2 separate regions of the Rattus norvegicus genome follow, and region 2 is linked to region 1. A link is a contact called in public Hi-C data. All regions are on one chromosome and are shown on one strand. The core of a region is the stretch at or near the end of the contact, and the rest is flanking DNA. Distances in the headings are between cores, read along the strand shown. Region 1 overlaps Kcnh7 (potassium voltage-gated channel subfamily H member 7). Region 2 holds the start of Kcnh7 (potassium voltage-gated channel subfamily H member 7).

What was found. A called contact is a pair of places that touch in the nucleus more often than the background predicts.
Region 2: a contact with region 1 is called in a Hi-C map of frontal cortex, with 1.7 times the contacts expected there. The contact joins the promoter of Kcnh7 here to the enhancer-like site in region 1.

Annotation. Positions count from the first base shown.
Region 1 is chr3:68,089,582-68,096,156 of GRCr8, forward strand. All of the region lies in intron 2 of Kcnh7 (potassium voltage-gated channel subfamily H member 7), which reads right to left. Among named protein-coding and RNA genes, the nearest start is that of Kcnh7, 140 kb to the right of the region's middle. Within about 2 kb of position 3,665, at least 2 of the 93 cell types and tissues checked have an H3K27ac peak or open chromatin away from gene starts, as enhancers often do.
Region 2 is chr3:68,227,930-68,234,504 of GRCr8, forward strand. It overlaps Kcnh7 (potassium voltage-gated channel subfamily H member 7), which reads right to left and starts at 2,742. Exons shown (of 16, transcript NM_131912.1): 1 at 2,485-2,742; 2 at 539-769. The coding sequence starts at 2,560. LOC108350383 (a long non-coding RNA gene) reads left to right here and starts at 3,027. Exons shown (of 2, transcript XR_001837123.3): 1 at 3,027-3,440; 2 at 3,788-6,575.

The DNA.
Region 1 (6,575 bases), core at 2,415-4,914:
TGTAAAATATTTTTGATCCCAATTAACTCCATGAATCATTATTATCTCTACTCTATGCATGAGACACCTGACTTATTGGTAGTTTGATGAGTCAGAAGAATGAAACCTAAAGTTACAACATAACCAGAGCAATGCCATGGCTGACATACATCTGCTCATTTTACTCCCCCAGAGTGATGAATGAATTCATATGATATTAAGAACTTACATTTTTGTGCTAGAATATAGAAATTTGAAATGTCAGAAAAAGAATTGACTTGCTATAAATTTAAATCTATGTATGTCATACATAAATACACATACATACATACATACACATATGATCATGGTATACAATAAAATGTTAGATTTCAATAAGACAGAATTCAAAATATATGTTTATATTCAACAAAGGCAATTTTTAAGCATTGTGCAAAATATCTAAGTGACAGTCACTCATTATTTTGTGGATCAAACAATGAAAATCTCATACTATTATGTGTCCAAAAATTGGCCTAACAACACTGACTTTTCAACACAGGCCTTACCAGTCACTAATCAACACATTATCACAAAAAGAACAAAAACAGCTGAGTATAGTCTTGATTATCTGCACTAGAATTTCTAGCAATTCTATGATATCATGTATGACGGACACAGAGCAATCAAGCAATCAGTTTACCAACTGTTCAAACACTGCATGCTTGTTTCTTAGAAAAGTGCAGAGAAAGAGGAAGATGAAACTTATTAATGTAGAAAATAGTTTCAAAAGTGTTGGATTACAGTAAGTCTAGGACCTTTGTTATATGAATTTTTAAAGGGTTACAGAAAATGCTATGATGTCAGCTAATAACCATAGGTGAAAATAAAATTAATATATACACTGGTAATATTTTACTAGAGCACAAATATCATTTCAGTTTTCCTAATATCTCTCCCCTGCCACTGAAATTGTATTTGACGTTGACTAAATTACATGCTACATTTTGTAATTCAGTTCCCTTAGAGAAATGTGCCTGTTACCAGAATGGGCACTTGTTGATACATTTGAAAATTAAAAGAGACAAAATAATGGAAAAATATTAATCTTATCTCAATGTGAACAATAACAAAATAGTCAACTCAGAAAAGAAATCCAATTATTGAAATCTTAGAGGAAGACATTAGAGATGTCACCTTTCCTTTCTCCAATGGGTTTAAACTGACTTGTCATGTAACACTTTTCTGTACAGAAAATCCAGCCTTTATGTTACAAGTTGTATATGTTAATTCAAGATGAAAATAGGGGTCAATATTTCTAGAGCACTATCTTTTGAAGAATTATTAATTTAAAATATCAATTTAAAGGTCTGCAGCCCAATATGGTCAGATTTTTCTCTCTCCACATGCAGCCCAGGGTAGCCCTTTTCCTTAGCTGTTCTCAAACTAAATGCCCAGGCTTTGACCCTGAGCACTGGCCAACTGTCTCCACAACCTGCTGGCTTCTCTAGTGGTTGAGGGGAAAATAGCTTTGTGGCAACAGAGTATGAAAAGAGAACAGAAACATGCTGGAAATATATCTTTGTCTCTTGTATTTAACTCAAATTCTGTATTAATGTAGAGTTGGCAATGAACAGGAAAAAACTCATGGAATCTCAAAATGGGAGCCTTATATTTTACCAAAGCCTCTGCTATGACAGATGTCAGAGAGATCATATTAAATAAATATTTATCACTCTTAAAGAACTTGCAATATGAATTAGGATATGCTTTACAGAACATCATGTATTGTATAATCACTTGAACTCTGAACCTAATGCACTGAATGCATACTCTGTACCATTGAGCTATATCCCTGGGCCTTGTACCAACATTGAGTTATATTAAGTATTATGTTATGCTTACAAATTCCAAGTGTATATAATTATTTAGATCATACTAGGCTTGAGGAAAAGTGATGAAAACATTTTATAACATTTATAAAACTTATCCAAAACTAAAAACAAAATGTATGTTAAGGAATATGTGTCTGCCGATGACATTGTGCTCAAGACGTGTGTCTGCTCAGGATCCAATGACACCTCCTGCAAGCACATGTCTTACTCCAGAAAGCAGACATAATCCATTGGAGCAAGAGTAGATATAGGTTTGCATATTCAAAGGAATTTTTGAAGTACCAGTTTGTGAAACTGAAGAGTGTAATGGCAGTTATATTATTGGAGTCTTGCTCGCTACAGAATGTTTGCTTATGAGAAAACTAGAACTTTCTATAGCATTTGTTGCCTCTTCAGAGAATTGTCATAGCCTGGTGTATTCAAGACATTTGCCTGACTCCTCACTAAGAAACTGTATGGAATTTTCATCCTGGTGAGTTTGCTATATTCTAAGTCACGAAACTGTGACAAACTGGTCTATGGGTATTAGTTCAATTAATGATGCTCATTGTTCCCCATAGGCTGAAAAAAAACACACTGCTCTGTAGTGTGAATGACTGGCTAGTTTCAACTAAACAAGGATCAGGTTTTAAATTATACAAGTAAGAGCTCACTGAGAGGAGGATTCAGTAAAACGTTGATAATTAATAATGCAGTCAGCAACATTGTTTTTTTCTTATTAGTGAACCTTGAGATCCAGTTCTCTCTCTCTCTCTCTCTCTCTCTCTCTCTCTCTCTCTCCCTCTCTCTTTTTCTCTCTCTCCCTCTCTCCATTCTTCCCTCCCTCCCTCCCCCCTCACACACACACACACCAAAAAAAAATCTTAAAATGCATTAAAAATTAAGTTTAAACACTTTAAACCAACTGTTAACTAGTGCTTCCAGCTGGAGCATTCATGATGCAATAAAATTAGAAAGTTGGAAAGAAAACACTCCACAGAAATGTACTTGATTTAAAAGTCAGACTTCACATTTCAAAGTTCCTGGTATTTCGGATGAGCTTCTGCTGTGCGTGCCCACAGAGGTACACTTTCAAGTCACAGAAGAGAGCTCTGCCAAATGTAAAATCCTTTGTGCTCCATTTGCAGACAGGAGAACTTAGGGGGCTTTGCTGGGGACTGCAGGCTGCTGCAAATAGGATGGCTTAACCAACTCAGGAAACCATTTTCAGATCCCCCATTGATCCCACAGGACCCTAGAAAAGTGAAACTTTTATAAATGTGAAAAAAGTATACTTACTTTGGAAGGACTTCAGTGATTAGGTGAATGATGACTGTGGTGAAGATGAAGAGGAAGGTGACAGGGATGGTGGTGATTGTGATAGTGATGATGATAGGGATGATGGTTGTGGTGATGGTGATGATGATAGGATGACAATGATGATGAGGATGACAATGATGATGACGATGATGATGATAACTATGAAAGTGATGATGATGATGAGGATGACAATGATGATGATGACGATGATGACAATGATGTGGAGGGGGAAGCTGGTGAAATTAGAAGCAATTCTTATATACCCAATGCCTATTGTGTGCTTTGGGTGGAGGCTCTTATCCTCTAGGTAGGCCTGCTAATTATTCCCACCTTACAGATAAAAATACTGTGTTAGATGGTCTGTCAAGGTCTTCTCTAACCTAAGGCACAGTTAAGAGCTCAGATGTGCATCAGCATTTTTTTCACACTCTATCATCGTTCCATTCAGCCCAATTGAAGGTAGTCAAACTCCTCCAAAATGTATCACTGCAGCTGTCACCTATGTTACACATTTGATTTCAGAACGGAGCAGAGACCTTGATGCGCTGTTTGCCCTCGAGTATCTCCTCTCACAGGAAAGCCATGTGACCCATCTGCAGCTGCCTGTGGGAGGGAAAGGGCTTCGGAATAATGCCAGTTCACATTAACCATCTCTTGTCTTTAAAAAGGCAATAACCACAGTCAGAGGTTGGTCTGGTCATTTAAACCCACACTTTATTTTCTGCAGTGTGTGTTACTGAGACCTTTAATGAGCACAGTTGGAGCGGGGAGCTTTCTATTTCTGAAAGCCAAGAACATCTCCAGTTCTGTGGTGTTCCCTAGCAGTACATCAGAATATGCATTCATGGAAGCCCAAGGACAAAATTTAGTAGCATATCTTTCAACAGGCCACTGTTCCTTAGGAGGTTCATGTTGAAATAAAGCAATCCTTGCAATTCCCTAGAAGATCACACAAATCTGTTTGGCTATGGAACACAGGATTTCATTTTCGTTGTTGGTTTTTTTTTTTTATTATAACCTTGAGGTTATTCAAGGCTGAGGCTGATTTCCCTTTAAACTTGAAAAGTCAGAACAGAACTCATACATTTAAAAGAGGTAAAAAAACAAATGGAATTCATATTCTTTAAGAAAGAACCTAGTATCAAAATATCATTCTACATAAAGAGGAGTATATGAATAAGACTTTACTACAAAGTAACTAAATACCACTTATTTCTAGTGAATATGTAACTGAATGAAAAAATTTAAGTGTTTTAGAAGAAATCATTTATTATAGTATCATATTTAATTTTATCGAATAAGCATTGATCAAATCTTTTTTCATAACACTTACAAACAGAAGTATATCTGTGAACAATAAAGCAATGGACAGCACTAAATACCATTGTACAAGATATGTTGTGCATGTTACATAAGTAGGTAAACAACCTAGATATTATCAAATGAGTTCTCAAAGGAGGTAAGATGGGTGGACAGAGAGGAAGCAGGCATGTGACCTCACTGGGTCAGTCTTCTCTACTACAGCTCTGCACCTACTATGTCTGGACCGGTTGGTGTTCCTGTGAGTTTCTCAATAACAAGGAGCATGTTCTCCATGTTCAGAGCCTCTCTATTAGTTCTGTCCATGAAGGTATGCAGGCTGAGACTTGCCCTCTCTTTTCATCCACCAAAGTTACTTTCCAGTGACTCACTTTCCTTCTTCCCTACTAAAACTGCATTTTCCCATCCACTTCTCCATATCCTTTGTACCTCTTATATTTCTTAACTTGCAATGATATCAAATGTCCTATAGTAATTTCTGTTTATTCTATACAGTGTCATCACCTTCATTTCATTCTAGACTCATTGGGTAGAGTCTTTGCTTCTCTTTACTGCCAGTTTGGCAGCTCCAACAGCATAGAGTTAGAGGATTTCTGAAATGCTGGAAAATACTAGGACAAAGCATATACAATTTAAGATGACAGTTAAAACATTAACGGAATTCGGATAACGTTCCAAAGGAAGGCAGCTCAGATTTATTTGCCAGCCAACATTCCAAACTAGGGGAGTGTTTTTATTTGCCAGCCAGGGAATATGAGGTAGAACAGAGAGAAGAGAGCAGAAAACAAAAATAGTGTGGAGCATGAACACGCCACGGACCTCAGTGCTGAACTAACTGAAGCATGCATGTCCAGGGGCAAAGGCAAGATAATTAGATTCCCCCTTAGGAGAACATCTTGTCCTCTCCTTAAAGATACAATCAAAGGGAGGGAAATGACAGGTAAGAATAAAGACAGAAGTTTAAATGTGCAAAGAATGAAGAGCGGTAAATGAAGACCCTTTATCTCCATGGTGTCTGGGCAGAAAATAGAAAGTGTTCAACAGAATGTCAAAAATAGTTGCTAGAAAGGATCACATGGGCTTTCTGGATACTGAATATTTGTCCACAAGAGAACAAATAAGTACCCACACTAAATCATTAAATGGAAAAACATGCAGGTAGGATGTGGAAACCCAGGGAAATAGGAATGTCAGGAAGGCAGATGGGACAGGTGTGTGCAAGAAACGTGAGACCATCTTTGGAACCATAGCTGGCATGTGGTAGACACAGGGCATGTGGTTGCACTTGTCATTGCTAGAGTCTCACAATTCGAAGGATCAAGTTTATGCTTCTGCTAAATTGTGGGGCAACAGTATGCTCATCACTTAAGATGTCTTAGCAACGTGACTCGAAATGTGGCTCAGTTCTTTGTCACCTATAGAATAGCAATGTGTGTGTGAGTACCTATTCATATGCCTGTGGGTGACTCAATGTAGCTAATTTTGAATCTGGATGAAAATATGGAAGTTAAAAACTGAATAAATTTGAGACAATGTACCTAATGCATCTAAAATAGCACTTGGACCAGAAGAAATACTACCTAATAATCTGATGGGTTTTCCTGATCCGCATGCTCATTCTTGGCTGTTTTGGCAAGGTGCTGATGACCAAACTGTAGAATGGATGGACAGCAACATTTTCCCCACCCACTCACAGAACTGAGAAACAGTATAGGTGACCATCTGTAATAGCAGTCTACTCAGGCAGCGGCTTGTCTCAGTTCCTGTAGGAGCCTGGCACTCTCTGTACCTATTCCTCATAGAAACGACTTTGAAGTTTTAAGCTCAGAATTTCAGTTTTGCTACATCTTGTTCCCAACTTTTGTTCCAAAAAATCTCCAGCAGCCAGATTTGTTTGAACTTCTTACAACAGCCGAGGAAACAGGAGGCTTTTGTTTCACATGCTGTCTATACCACAATACCTTTCCCCCAGCCTACCAATCATCACTCCCTTCTGTTACTGCCCCACTCAAGCAATTCCTAAGTACTCATCTGCCTTCAAGTGCTAACAAGCATCTTGAATGCTTCTTGAAATTAAAATTTGTAACTTGCAGTCTGCTCACT
Region 2 (6,575 bases), core at 1,492-3,991, 140 kb after region 1:
AAGTTTAGTTGCTCAGTTGTAAAGGATTTTATAAACAGTACCTAATCTTTAAAAACAGATGAAAGGAACAAAAGGTACCAACAACCAACACTTAAAAAACCAAGATACACTCATCACCATACCAATTTTCATTTCAGATTACACTGCTTCAGTGAACATGCTTGGTAACATGTTCAACTGCAGGCAGATAACATGTGCCCTCTCACACTATGCATAGAAAAATGCAAGCAGTGAGTTACTAACCCTCACATCACTCCTTCGAGAAGTGTCAGGGATGACTTATAGCATTTTTGTCCTTGGTGACATTAAGTTACTGCACCTCTACAAAGTTCAAACAAGGTATGCTTACACAAAGAAGAAATTTTTCCTACTGGTCAAATAAGAACATGCATACTTCTTGGATACTAAGACTTTATATTTAAAAAAAAATCTGTCCACTATTAATTCTATGAGACTTTGTCTGCATATGAACTTTCGGTAATTGAAATTTCACTCCAAGGGAATCAAATAGAAGGAATCCTAGCTGGATTCACATTACCATTCTTGTGATAGTAGGTGACCTCCACTTTCCTCTCCTCTGACCCCAACAGCGCCTGGGCAATCTGGGCAATATCATGCCTCTTGGTCTCAGGCCCATGGAGAAAGTCGCAGGTGCATGGCTTCTGCATGACATCTGGCCTGGAGAAACCTGTCATCTCACAGAAGCCATCATTGCAGTAGATGATGGCACAGTTCTGTACTCTGGCATTTGCAATGATAAATTTTTTATCTGCAACAAGAAGATGGTAAGACATCTTTTTAAAATCTTCCAAAAGGTTCTCGCAAACAGTAAAGCAATTTGTTGCATAATGAGGGTCTGAAATGCAGTGGCTTCCCCCAAATCACTTAGACCTTTCCAAGAGAATTACAAAAATCACAAACACACACACACACACACACACACACACACACACACACACACCTCTACAAATGTCACATGTGAGATCTGTGGCAATACATGATTTAATACAAGAAATTAAGAAAATTACTCTTCAATTGCAAGAACAGAAATTTCCAATTTGTTTAGTTCTCAAGCTCTTTGAGTCCCAGGAGTTCCTGGTGGACAGACAGACAAGCAACTTGGCAATGGGTAATTCCAGAATTGCATTTAATTGAATGATAAAAATTTCTTAAGCCAGAAAATTAAAAAGTCCTGTAACTGCCAGGCTTCTCACTTCAACATTGACTGGACCTTAGAATGCAACTTTCTCAAAGTACTTATTCTTGGATTTGGTTTTTCTTGACTTCTGTAAAGAAGGCGTATGTTGTATTTTTTAATACATGCTTTTATCTTTTTAAGACAATTATCTTTAGCAATGAAACCACTCCACATTTAGCAACAATAAATAATGTAAAATATTCACACTTTCATGACGCTCAATTTCCAAGATTAAAAAAATCCAATTACACAATATAACACAGTTTTTAAACTTTCTGTTTGGAACAAACTATAATATTGTATAATAGTAGATATTTAAATACAAATCACATTAGGTGTGATAACAAGTTATATTTGCTATTTCCAGAAAGAATGTGGAGCAGAATAGAGAAGTTCATGTTGTACACAGACAGGTACCAGATCTTCCCATCACTAAATGCAGTACTGGAAAAATGTATAAAGCAGGCAACATGAATGCATGCTGAGGTAGAGTTAGTGCAGAATATAAATAGACAACTACAGGATTTTAAATTATTATATTTATAGAAAATAATTCCCGGTGTTTTGCTTACATGAGTACATAAGATTTCTCTACATTCAGTCTCTGTGGGATTCATGGACTGCCCTTTGCTTTTTACATTTCTACACCTTATATTTAGGGGAGCGACAAAGAGACACAAATATGTTTTTTCAGTAGTGAGCTGCTTGCACTCAAACCAGTTCACTGCTCACCGAATTATTCTTTGGCGTCTATTTTCTGTTTCCGTACAAAGTTCAGTTTTAAGAGTCAACTAATGTCAAGCAAGCATCCTTGACATCCCACAGCCCAGCAGTTTACACCACGAGAAAACACGGTTTGCATAGCCATTTGCATCGATACTACCATTTACATGCTCTTGTTTGGAGCCTATAGTCGTCGGTTCTGCTCCTGACTTTAAAAAGTCTGCCACAGAAAAGGAGCCTTATAATACAAGCCCATGTTATACCAGCACGTTCCCTTTAAGGTAGTAGACTAGTAGGGCATGAAGTACCAAGGCAGATAATGGAGCAGTGGGAGAGGAGGATCAAATTGCCTTGTACAATGGAGTCCATAATATAAAATGTAAATCCAAATTAATATTAGAGAGAGAACACTCCCTCCCGCCGCCACCCGAACTGCCTGCCTGGCTTTTCCAGTCTCTAACTTGACAGCCTGGAGTTGTCCATCCCTCTAGCTTGGAAGCGACGGACGCCAAGTGGTCTACCAAAGCCGAAAGCGAGCGACAGGAGAGAACAAACGAACTTACTCTGCCCTTCAAATTTCCGTATGATGGTCCCCAGGAAGGTGTTTTGCGGTGCCACATGCCCCCTGCGAACAGGCATGTTGCCCGGGTCTTCGCCGAGCGCTCCGAGCTCGGAGTTCTCCCGGGATGTCTCCCGGGCTAGAGCCCAGGCCGGCGCGCAAGCCGCTCTTTGTGGCAGCGCATCTTCTTTGGGGAGCAGAAATCTCTTTCCATTAGCACCACTTCGAGACACCCGCGTTCCCCGCCGAAGTCCAATCCATCCCGCTCACCTTCCGGAGGGGGCCTCGCACCGGCCTGCGTCGAGTGAGAGGCTTGGGGGCGGGGAGGGGAGGAGGCGGGGTGCGGGAGGCGGCGGGGGAGGGCCGAGGAACGCGGGGGGCGGGCTGGGCCGGGGTGGCGGGGCGGGGAGTCACAAGGGCAATCGATCTGTTTCCTCTTCTCCCAAACAGCGCCAATTTCTCAGTGCAAATGGGCTTAACCTGGCTGTTGCCCAGAGCCCAAAGGATTGCTGGTGGGCGGGGGTGCGGTTGGGTGGAAGACTTGTGCGCCTTTTGCAGGAAGGGGAAAAAGAAAAGGAGGCAGGGTGGGGGGTTGACGTTTCTGTCCCCGCCCTCTCCCCCTACACACACACACACACACACACACACACACACACACACACACACACACACACACACACACAGCCTTTATCCTGGGAGCTTGGGCGCCACCACAGCTCGGGTTACTCAAGCGTGCCTTAGCGGAAGGCAGCCAAGAAATCTCCAAAACTCAGTGATAAAACAGCTACTCTGGGAAGGTGATCTCCACAGCCACTAGCCACTGGGCTCCATCGTTAAGCGCTTCACACCGTGGTAGCTAACACACCCTCAGCTGCAAAGAAAAGACAGGTGGGAAGCCAGCCTCGGCTTTGCTGGCGCTCAGGATGCTGAAGATCTAAGATGTGCCACCTAAGAGTGCAGGTACAATTTCGGGGTTCAGCTTACAGACTCTGAGCCCCTCAGGGGTGGGCCCTGAGTAAAGCTCGGGCTATCCAGAGCACCGCTGAGCATGCCGGGTTTCCCCAAGGGAGTCCCAGAGGAGTTGCAATGTTGAGGGTGTCTGGGTCTCTCTTGTGCTAGAGATTGCCAAAGATTGTGTAAGCAAATGGTACAAAACAAGCCCAGAGTTTGAAGTGGGTGAGGCTGAGCGCCAGGGAGGAGGAACAAAAGGTGGGTGGGGCTAAGAGTTCCCAGCCTTCAAGTGACCTCCCTTGTTAATAACCTTCTAAATACACTAGCCAATTTCTTGTTTTCTCACCTTTTCTAAGGAAGTGCTTGCATAAGACAAGAAGAGACCAGAAGATCAACACTGAGACCTCTTCGTTCTTGCTTCTCGGAGGCTTCCAATGTGGGAATCTCCTGATTTACATGTACTTTATTTGGTTCACATGCTCCTGGATACTTAAGGCAAGCTGTGCTAGGAAAACATCTTTTCAAAGTTGATTTTCCAGGTTTCATCTCCTCCCCTCCTGCTTCTTTCCCTTCATTTATGCGGTCATCTTTAATAGCTCTTTCTACGCGCCCGTTTGTAAGTGTTTATCATCATCGTTTCAAGCTACAAAAGAGAACATAGACAAACCGCTTGTTTCTGGCTGCCAATAAAGGACCATAGACTTCCATCAGGACGTGTAGCTGCATGGTAAAGAAGTCGCTGATAAGTCAGGTTGCAGCCCATTGTCCTACTTTATCTAGATCAGTCAGACTGATATCTCTTCACTTACACCTCAAATCTGAAGTGAAATAAATAATGAGAGTGGAGCTAAGTGACAGGAGAGGCAATGTGAGTTTAGGAGGGTGAACCACCTGTATTGTGGTAAAGAAGAGATTAACATGACACTTCTTATATTCTATAAAACGCAAGCCCCCAAAATCCAAATAAAAACAAGAATTGAAGAAATTCTAACTCATTTTATTGAAAGTATTGAAAAACAAATCAAAGGGAAGACAGTGCCTGGTAAAGTTCAATTTTCTAGTTATTAGCTTGATTTTTTTCTTGAATCTGTGCAGTTATGTTCCTTGCAATATTGAGGACACACACTTTGCAGATACCTGGTTTCTTTTCTTTTCTTTTCTTTTTTCCTTTCTTTTCTTTTCCTTTTCTTTTTCTTTGTAGGTAGATTATTTTGTGACCCTGTTCTGCATCTGCTGTTGGACTTGCAAGAATAATTCCTGTTCCAGAGGCTAAAATATGGAGCTATCCGTGGTGCTGATTTTATACTGCCTTAGTGAGTGTAGGATACCCAACAATGACAGTGGGACTGCAAACTCTGTCAATGGCTGTTAAGACATATACCCCAATCTTCGTCACCAAATGCCTAGAAAAATACAAATTGCTATTTTTGAAAGATTTCTTAAATACCTTCCATTTTTACTTAGCTTTTAAACTAAAGCTGATAAGTTTAGTTTAAACATACCCCCCAATCAAGGATTCCAGAGAATAAAGGAATACAAATGGTGTGGATTGTAAGTTTTCCATATAAAGTTTCATGGCCTATAAGGTTTCATGATGCAGTAATACAAAGCAGCATGTCTAGCTAATACATTTTAAATGACTTGCAAGCTCAGAAAATGAAAACCACTCCAAGGTAGTAACCATCCCCATTGTATTTTGAAAACAATGTCTCCCTACCACAGGATAAGAAAACTTGACATGCAGAAGTTTGCTGTGCAGTGTTTCTGTTTATGACTGTGAGACTGACTTTCACAGGCTATTCAGTTTAGAAACCCTATAACTCCACATTCTTCAAGAGGAAACATGGAATTCTATTCTCTAGAGTATTTCCTCTTTAGCTGAAACTCTCAGAACGGTCTGTTAGGATTGGTTAATGAAATACATGATAAATTTCCATATCCTGTGTAACTTATAAGTAAGATTATAGGTTTCACATTTCCCCAGCCACATTTAACTAAGACCAGTTCTATTCATGAGTCTACATAAAATCATAGAACAGTCCATAATCTATGTATTGTAATTGATTGATTCGAGCAGAAGATTAAAGGTATCCTGTTTCTAAATTACCCTAGTAATTGTGTTCATGCATTATATATTGGTATAGTGGAGACAAGTACATTAATCTATACTCACCCAATAATAGAATAAAGCCAGAGGGTGACACTCAAGGTTCTTGCTAGCTGGAAAGTCCTTTCTTCCTCACTCCCTTAAAATCTAACCAGATATTTATTTCTAAAAATCATTTTGGTTATTTTGGAGTTGTTAAGTCCAACAACTGAAAATGTATATATACTAGCTCTTAGAATCCTGTGAAATATATAGCTTGATATCCAGTCACCTAATTATGAGTAAAGATATGAAATAGACTCATAAAACTCACTTGGTTATTCACACTGCCATGAACCTAAGCTATTAAGAATTTAAATATACAGATGTTTTAACAATGCCTGGAACATAATAAAATTAATAAATACAATATAATAAAGAAGTTTTATATACACTTCACATGTGTGTGCTGGTTATATTAATCAATGATAAAGCATGCTTCCTTAGCATGCATACCAAGCTAGGTTCAATTCCCAGCACATTTTAAAAAACTTGAACTTAAGAAACCAGCTTTAAAAAGTTTGCATGTATCAAATATAGTTATTCCAGTATTCAGGGAAAGAGTAGTAGTCATCATGTAATATTTAAGTGTTATTCTTATCTGAGAAGAAAAAAATGAAAACCCTATAAGCAAATAAATGGTGTTACTTTAGCATTATATTGTTTCTAAAATGATATAGAAAGTAATTTGGTGATATTTATGTACAATTTTGTACAATTTAGCAAAATGATATTATAGATCTTATGGCCACAATGTATCATTTTAATGGCTATATCTTAACATGGTCTTCTGTGAAGATGCTGGATAGCCTCTTACTAACTGGGTCACATCTAACTTAAGAAACATCTGACTCTACAGTTATAAGTTAGACAGATTTTAGCTTGCATTAGCCTCTGTAGCTCTGGAATCTTTTAAGAGGCGAGAATGTTGAGGTCAACTATTAGCACAATAATATAGTCATGCAGTTCAGAGTAGAATATTTGATAGTGTACAAATG